Linked DNA regions of Sus scrofa: all the other regions are linked to region 1. The links are chromatin contacts, called in public Hi-C and promoter capture Hi-C maps. All regions are on one chromosome and are shown on one strand. Each heading gives the region's core, a stretch centred on a gene start, on an enhancer-like site or on the middle of the called end of the contact. The rest is flanking DNA. Distances are from core to core; before and after follow the strand shown.

The links. Promoter capture Hi-C pulls out the DNA fragments that hold promoters and counts their contacts. A called contact is a pair of places that touch in the nucleus more often than the background predicts.
Region 2: a contact with region 1 is called in a Hi-C map of heart right ventricle, with 4 times the contacts expected there. The contact joins the promoter of DCAF5 here to the promoter of VTI1B in region 1. A contact is called at or near these places in 1 of 47 Hi-C or Micro-C datasets (heart right ventricle) and 1 of 2 datasets of contacts at active chromatin or transcription factors (alveolar macrophages).
Region 3: a contact with region 1 is called in a promoter capture Hi-C map of liver, with 6 times the contacts expected there. The contact joins the promoter of ZFP36L1 here to the promoter of VTI1B in region 1. A contact is called at or near these places in 1 of 5 promoter capture datasets (liver) and 1 of 2 datasets of contacts at active chromatin or transcription factors (alveolar macrophages).

What each region holds. Positions count from the first base shown.
Region 1 is chr7:91,412,130-91,414,910 of Sscrofa11.1, reverse strand. It overlaps VTI1B (vesicle transport through interaction with t-SNAREs 1B), which reads left to right and starts at 1,431. Exons shown (of 6, transcript NM_214437.1): 1 at 1,431-1,553. The coding sequence starts at 1,439.
Region 2 is chr7:92,811,899-92,814,679 of Sscrofa11.1, reverse strand. DCAF5 (DDB1- and CUL4-associated factor 5) reads left to right here and starts at 1,383. Exons shown (of 9, transcript XM_021099398.1): 1 at 1,383-1,963. The coding sequence starts at 1,750.
Region 3 is chr7:92,494,456-92,497,236 of Sscrofa11.1, reverse strand. ZFP36L1 (mRNA decay activator protein ZFP36L1) reads left to right here and starts at 1,373. Exons shown (of 2, transcript XM_013989124.2): 1 at 1,373-1,866. The coding sequence starts at 1,810.

The sequences.
Region 1 (2,781 bases), core at 182-2,681:
TCATTTCTCATTCTGAGAATAATTTGTCCCAGAGTCTAGTACAGTACAGTCTCAATTCAAATGCCATTAACTCTGGTTATGCGATAATTTGATTAGTCATTCACCCATTTTCTACTAATCTTTCATGAAGAAAAGATCACTTTTTCCATCCCAGGCTATTTGTTACTTCTTTTTGTACCTGTCCCTTTTATTTATAACACAATGCTATGGGACTTACCACAGTACACTGCCACTGATGACCTCAGACTTTGCTATCTATCTCTATGTTCAATATTAGGAGCTCAACAAAAATTTGTTGAATCAATGATCAATGAATTCGGTCTAATAAAAAACTAGGGTCCAGGAGATAAAAATTACCAAATCATTTACCCCTGGTCAGTCATATATTTTTAACATGTGCGGGCAGTTTTAAGTATTCCAGAATGGGCTCCATAGGCAAACTCATCAGTGAAAATAGGAATTTTCCTCCATTAAATCACGAAAACCCACGAAGTGCAGAAAAAGATCTTGTAATTGTTAACACATTACACTTGAGAGAGAGCTGATAAAAGCCAGGTCTGCCTTCATTATAAATTACCCAAGCGCAGAGAGAAACTTATTCACCAACACTTTCCCAGATCCCACCACAGTGACTACCCTTAAATTGACAAACACCGGCTAAGTGAACGAGTGCACCGCAGCTGCGGCGGCTAGAGGGTGAGTATTTTAGGGGCCACCCTGCCCGAGGGCCACTCCTGAAAGCATATGACTGATCACTTGACTCCCAGTCAAAGTGCTTTACTGCTTGAGAGCAGGCAGGAACCTGACCCAGCTATTTTCCGAAAACTGAAAGCTAACAGTCATAATGTGGACTGAATCAGAGTGGCCAAACATTACCACCAGAGTGAAGACGACGACCACGCGCTACCGATATGTTAGCGTCACGTCCGCGGCCGCGGCGACCACAGGGCCACCGCCCCCAACGATGCGTGACTTCCGAGTAGGGGCGTTTTCCGCGCCGAACTACAGCCCCCAGCATGCACTACAGCCCCTCGACGGAAGGCGGATCCCGAGAGGGAGGGGGCCGTGCCGCCCGGCCTGCGGGTCCCCAAAGTCCCTTCCGCTGTGGCGCTCTCCCCGACGCCGAGCTGGGTATTTCCCGGGTTCCGAGACTGCCGGCTAGCGTCAGATCGCTGCCACCCCCGCAGGAGTCGCCCGGGCAGCGCACGCTGCCAAACTTTCCGTCAGGCTTTGGCGCCTGGCGCGCCGTCAGTGACGCCATGCAGGGGGTGGGCGTTCCGGTTCGGCAGGACCCCGCCGCGGCGCCGGAAGCGCCTCGTCCTGGGAGGTGGTGGCGGCGGTCGCCGTGATGCCTGCGGGGCTGGGCGGCTGACGGTGGCGTAGAAGTGGGCCCCGAGCCCTGAGTCTCGGCGGCCGCTGTTGTAGAGCGGCCTCCGCCATGGCCACCTCCGCCGCCTCCTCGGAGCATTTCGAGAAACTGCACGAGATCTTCCGCGGCCTCCATGAAGACCTACGAGGGGTGCCGGAGCGGCTCCTGGGGATAGCAGGGACAGGTAAGGCGGGGGCGGGCTGAGCCTAGGGGAACCCGGCTCCGCCAGCTCTGCGAGGAAGGGCCCCCACCCTCTTCTCTCGCTTCTCATTCTCAGACACGCCCCCTAAGGTTGGCTGGGTCCAGGCACCCGGGAGCTCCCTACTGCCAGGTGTTCCCTTTTGATCCTATAGCGTTCAGATTTTTCTCGTTTCGTCTTCAGCGTGGCAAGAAGAGTACAGACCTTAAATCTGAGATGCTGTGTTTCAGTAGAATGGGTTTCTTTTGTAGCTTTCTGTATTTTTGTTTTATATATCCAAAACTATTTTCAAAAGAGACCCAGACTGGCAGAAGAGCCGTAGCACAAAAAAAGTTCAGAACCCAAAGGAGTCATAACTCTGGGGGTTGGTAAGTAACCAGTCTTGGAGGGGGGGTTCTTTAAAATCAGGATTGTGATCATTAGGTATGGTCGTCCTCTGAACTCCGCCTAGACTGTTTCTTGCTCCTTGATTTTAAAGTTCGGATTGCTGCAGGTTTTGCTTGGAGGAAATAAAGAGTTCGAATTCACATAGGGAAGTTTGCCATAGTTTTTTGTCCTAAGACAAATAGCTCTCCATGGCAAAGCAGGTAAGATTTTTGTTGTTTTTACTTAAGTGTCAAAGCTTGAGTGTTTGCTCTGTGAGTTCCTCAAGGTCATATGAATTGACACACTGGTGAGAATTATATCTTTGTTTAACATATTTATTGGAGGAGTCTGCTGTGTGCTAGGCACTGTCCTAGATGCTGGTAATATTACAAACTACAGTGAAAACGCTTAAAGTCTCTTCTATAGGTTGATGATAATATAAATATCAAGAGGTGGTGCGGAGTTCCCGTCATGGCTCAGTGGTTAACGAATCCAACTAGGAACCATGGGGTTGCGGGTTCGATCCTTGACCTTGCTCAGTGGGTTGATCTGGCGTTGCTGTAAGGTGTGGTGTAGGTCGCAGACTCGGCTGGGATCCCGCATTGCTGTGGCTCTGGCGTAGGTGAGTGGCTACAGCTCCGATTCAACCCCTAGCCTGGGAACCTCCATATGCTGTGCGAGCAGCCCAAGAAATGGCAAAAAGACAAAAAAAAGAGGTGGTGTTAAAGCAATGTGAGAAAATAAAACAGGGCAAAGAAATAGGGAGGGGGCTCTAGCTTTAACTTGAGTAGCTGTGAAAGGCCTCTTTGAGGAGGTGATTTGAAGTTAAGTTGAGCAGAGATTTGAA
Region 2 (2,781 bases), core at 134-2,633, 1.4 Mb before region 1:
ATTGCTGTGAAGAAGAGACATTGGTTGCTAGGATGAAAAGACATTGATTATAATTTGGCTGGTATACCACTACTGATCTTTATGGTGCTGTTATAATGAATAAACACTACGAAGCATCCTGAAAATTAAAATTTTTAAGGGAAAGTATTACATATTTTCCTGTTTAGGGAAATATTCCATTAAAACCACACTTTCTGGAATTTAGGGAATTTCTGTGATGTTTGGCAACATTTGTTATAATGTTGATTTTTAAATCAAACATTTTACTTGCATTTTTGTTATGAGTATGATTCATCTTATCATTGTCCTTGTACAAAAAGTAGAAGTAGCTCATTTTGCTTGATGGGGGTCCTCTTCATGGCCCCTCTTTCACGGTGCGTATACCTGACTGTTCATGTGCTCTCTCTGACAGAGGATGCAATTCCTGCTAAATTGAAAGGGCAAAACTGACAACCGCCTATTCTAGTAGTCTATTACCGTTTAATGACAGAGGATAGCTTCTGGGAAAAATACACTGACAAGGGGATTTTTTACTGTACCTAGTAGAATTCCAAAGCACTTAACACCCAATCTCCTCACTAGGGGGGGAACGCGGAGGCTCCTGGCCTATTGACGTGCAGCTACTTCGGGCCTGGAATGCAGCTGCTGGTTAACAGCTGTTCAGCTTCTGAGCTCTACACTCAAGACCTTGAAGGGGAGCTCACCGCATCCAATTAAATAACATAAATTGCTATTTTTGAATAATGTGTCTTATGTCTTGCAGGTGAGCCTTCTCAACTCGGTTTTGGGCAATTTTCTTCTCAGTTCTTAAGAATTCCTTCCCCGCCCCCTCTCTTTCTCTGATACCACTTTATCATCTACCAGAGGGAACCCGGTTTAGCCTTTTTCACTGAATGGCTGGAGGAAGGGAAAATTATTAGAGAACTGAATAGGGGGAGGGGTAGTGTTAAAAATTTCTTTGGGGAACCCCAAGCAACCTTACCCCAAGAGTCCAGTCCTAACTCCTGGTTCCCTTCCCGTGGGCAGGGCTCGGGCGGCCCCAGGAAGAGGTGAACTGAGGGAGGACGATCGGAGCCTGTGCCCGCAGTCCTCCCTCCACCTCTCTGCCACCTCGGGCTGCATTTTCCGGACCGAAAAAAAGCGCGGGGAGCCGCACTCGCCCCGACGCTGGGCCTCCGGGAGGCGACGGACCGCCGGCCGCCTGGGGAGTAAGGCGAGCCCGCAGCCCCGTGGCCACTTTGATTGTTGCGCGCCTCCAACTTCACAGAGTGCAACGCTCAGGGGGTGCAGCCGGGCCTCCGCCCTGCGCGACTCGGGTCCTCGCGCCGGGAGGAGCTGCGGCGCGGGGACAGCCGAGCCGCCGCCCGCCGCCTCGAGGCCAGCAGCCCGCGTCCTTCCCGCCTGGAGCCCGCGGCGGGGGAGGGGCCGCTGCCACCCGCATTCTCCCGGCCCCCGCGGCCGGCGGAAGGGCCGCGCGCATCGCGGAAGCGCGGCCGCAGCTGAGGATCAGCTGCTGGAGGGGGCGGAGAAGGAGAAGGAGGAGCCTAGGAGGGGGAAGGGGAGGGAGGGGACCGTCAGGAAGCCGCGAACGCCACCGAGTGTCTGCACACCTCGCTCCGTCTGCTATGGCTGGTTAAAGAACCATCCGGATCGCAGCGCGGGGGGAGGGCCGGGTGGGGGGAGAGCGGCGGCCGCGCGTGAGGCCGAGGGAGGGGCGGCGGCGCGAGCGGCGGCGGCGGCGGTTCCAGCATGAAGAGGAGAGCTGGCCTGGGGGGCAGCATGAGGTCAGTGGTGGGCTTCTTGTCCCAGCGGGGCTTGCATGGGGACCCCCTGCTCACTCAGGACTTTCAGAGGAGACGCCTGCGAGGCTGCAGAAACCTCTACAAGAAGGACCTCCTCGGCCACTTCGGCTGTGTCAATGCCATTGAATTCTCCAACAATGGAGGCCAGTGGCTGGTCTCAGGTAAATCAACCCCCTTCCCCTCCCTGCGGCCCCCTTCCAACCTCCCTTTTCCGCTCTCCCTCGCTACCCTCCTCCTGCCCTCCGTCCCCACCCCCTCCCTCCTCAACCCCCCCCCTTTTCGGCGGTGGGAAGGTTGGGTGTCAGATTAAACCTTGGCACGGGGAGAGAGGGAGGGAGGGGAAGGAGAGGATGTCTTCTATAAAATAAAAGACCTAAAATGGTTGACAGGTCCTTAATTCGCCTTATCCCAAGTGTAAAGTGCTCTCTCCTGGTGACTGCCCTGAAAGTGTGGGTCGGGGAGGGGGGCGAGGTTACTGCTTGACAAAGTTTGATGGGAAACTCTTCCTCCGTGTACTTTAAAAGGTGCGGGGGGCATTTGGACGATTTAGAGGGGAGGAGGCCGAGGCGCCGGAGGCGGCGGGGGGGGGGAAGCTCGAGCCTCTGTCGCCGGCGTCCGGGCAAGGGGCCTTGGGTCCGGGCGGTGACAGGGCCGGCCGCTGGAGGGGTGAGTGGAGGGGAGGTGACGGGCCCCTCAGGGGCCCGGCTCCATCTCCTCGGGGTCTGGGGTGGCCTCTTCCGTGTCGTGTTTTTCTTATGATTCGGGAGTGCCGAGGGCTCTGGAGGCCAAGGGGCCACTGGTCTGAACTTAAATGCGCAACTTGTGAGCCAGGGGTGGGGGGTGGGAGACCCCGGGAGACTTGTTGGCGGGAGCCCGGCTCCTGCACCCCCTTTCCCGCGCCTGCCGTTGCAGGTGGTCTCCGCACCTCCTCCCTCCCGCCTAGCTGGCCTTGGTTGCCCCCGGGCTCCCCCTCCGGTGT
Region 3 (2,781 bases), core at 124-2,623, 1.1 Mb before region 1:
CAGGCGCTCTACTCCGCCCGCCCCGTCCTTTCCAAAGAAACGTGCTCATAATGGGGTGACCTAATTACATCGCAATGGAACCCGCTCTTAGCCACTCAGCGCACAGGGTTTCATAACAGACCCGGCCGCCTCGAGTGCTGGGAAGAAACGTGCGAGGGCCAAGGAGGCGTCCGGGCACGCGGGGAAATAGGAAAGAAATGCGGCCCCAAGATTTCCATCACGGTCTTCTCGCCAGCAACCCGTGGGCAGTGGGGCACACGTTGACAACTTTTTATTTGGGTGGGTGAAGGGGCATCTGAACTTAACAGTAAATAAATATATACTTCCCAGTTTTCAAAAGCATAATAATCAATTGGGGCATTTCGGTTTCGAGGATCCCATATCCCCCCTCCTCCCATCCCGCCAAAACAGCTCACTGTGACAAGCCATATGTTCCGTTCCCCTGGGGGCGGGGGAGAAGCAACAATAAGTTAAAAGTGTCGCCTTCCTCCATCTCTTTACCTTTATTTTACCAAAGCAACTTTTTTTTCCTTGTTCAGTGGTTTAGGTGTATGTGTGTGTGTGTGTGCGTGTGTGTGTGTGTGCGCGCGCATGTGTGTTGGTAGGGGTAGTTTCGGCGCGGCCCGTGGTTCAGAGTGCGCGGGGAAAGTTGTGCCTTGCTGGGTGGGTTTTTTTTTTCCCTCCGAGGAGGAGAAGAGGCGCTCATGAGGATTCGGGTTTTCTTTACAAAAACGTTTAAAGATCGATGTGTGAAATAAATACACTCCCAAGCCTGTTAAAACAATCCGCCAGGGCCGTGGTCTTTTCGCTAACAACCCGCCCCCCCCACCCCTCCAGTCCACTCTCGGAGGGTGTCCGCTGCAAAGCGATCGCGGGTGTAGACGCGTGCGGCGGGCTAAATCGCTCTGTGCTCGTCCCCGCCAGGCCAGGGCCTCCTGGGGGGAAAAAAGTCTCCTAATCCTCCTCTCTCAACCCCCATCCCCGCCCCTGAAAAAAAACAAAACCCTAAACTTGAACGCTTTGTGAGCTTCTTATTTTCAATCTCCTCTCCCCGTGGGGTTTGCGGAGGGGAGCCGAGTGCGAAAGAAAACTCGGGGAAAGAGTAAGTTATGCGGGTACTTGGAGAAGTTTCAAGGGAGATCTGCTCAAGATGGAAACCGCAGCCCGGGCGCTAAGGACGGGCTTCTGCTCCAGCTTGCAAAAAGAGAAAGTCGAGCCCGCCTTCCTGCCCGACAAAAAAACAACAACACAACAACAAGAACCCCGAAGAGGGTGGAATGAGTGATGTCACAGAGCCGCGCTCGCAGGCTGACAAAGGGGGGGGCTCCCCTCCTCCCCCCGCGCGGCGCACCGCCCCAGAGAGGGGCGCCTGCAGCGAGGGGTAGCCAAGCGAGCGGAGTCGAAACTTTTCCTCTTTAAGAAAAAAAGTTGTGCGCAGCTCGCAGTGGGTTTTTTTTTTTTTCTTCTTTGCCTTCTTTCCTCGTCTCCCCTCCCCCTTCTTCCTTTTGAAAGTTTCTTTCTTTTTTTTTTTCCCCCGAGTTTGACCGCATGGCTGATTCAACTTCAGTGTCAATCAACTTTTTTTCCTCCTCTTCCTCATTTAAATAAGTTTAAAGCTCCTCCCTCTTCTCCGGCCCACCAAATCTGAAACTTATATAAATTGGGCTTCGCGCGCCGCAGCCGGGGAGAGTCAGAAAGGCGAGGGGCGCCGGGAGCAGGCGTGTGGGACTCCAGACCGGAGAGCCTTCCCCGCACCGGGACCTTCACAACAAACCAGATCCTCGTCCCTGCCCCGTGCGAGCGCCCAGGATGACTACCACCCTTGTGTCTGCCACCATCTTCGACTTGAGCGAAGTTTTATGCAAGGTAAAGTGGGGCGGAGCATTTACTTTTCTAAGCCTTTTTCTTTTTTCTCTTGTCTGCCAAAAGAACCCCCCAAAGTTTAGGTCTGGGAAGACTGGGAAAAAGCGAGGAGAGGCGAGGTAGTTGTTTTTTCCGCCCCATTTCGCCCCCCAGTTTGAAGGAATTTGGCGCTTTCCTTCCCATCCTTTGAATTTCAGCAGCTCCTGGCGGGGATTACATGGGAATCTGGAGTCCAGAGTTTTGAGGGGCGAAGTTTACGTGGGGCTGCCCGGGGGACGCGGGGCATTGACCGGGGCAGTTTTTTTTTTTTTTCTTTTTTTCGGTGATTCATTCGTCCATAACGTGCTGCTTTTGAGCCCGGTTTCGGTAGTGGGCTCGGTTTCCCTGTGAGCGCTCAGGGTGTCGCCGCTGCCGGGCGACACCGCTGCCGGGAGGGGGTTCGAGTCTCTCCAGCCACATTGCCGGACTGCGGCTCGGGAAGTGGGGGTCCGGTGGAGAGGTAAATCTCAGGACAGTGTTTTGCTGGGATGTGTCCCCTTCTGTTCTGGAGAGGCTGGGGATCTGCGAGAAAAAGGCCAAGAGTTGTGATTCAAAGGATGTTGCAAAACGAGTTTGCAGTGGGACTTCAGCTCGCCACAGTTCGGCCAGGCTTCCTCCTGTGATAGCCGATCTCCTGCAGACTTTGGGCGAACGTGGGACTCGCTCACCTTTTTTTTCCCAAGGGACCGCGACTCGTAGATGTAGAGGGAATTGGGCGGGGGGGTACCGACAACGAAACTCCTGTTTGAGTTCAAGGGTCTCCGCGAGGAAGGATATAATAGGGGCCTCCTTAAGCCGTGTAGCTTGCCAGCCGGTGTGGAAAAAGGCAAGTTTTAAATCCCGAGTGTTCCAGGAGTGCGGCTTAAGTGTACACAACAA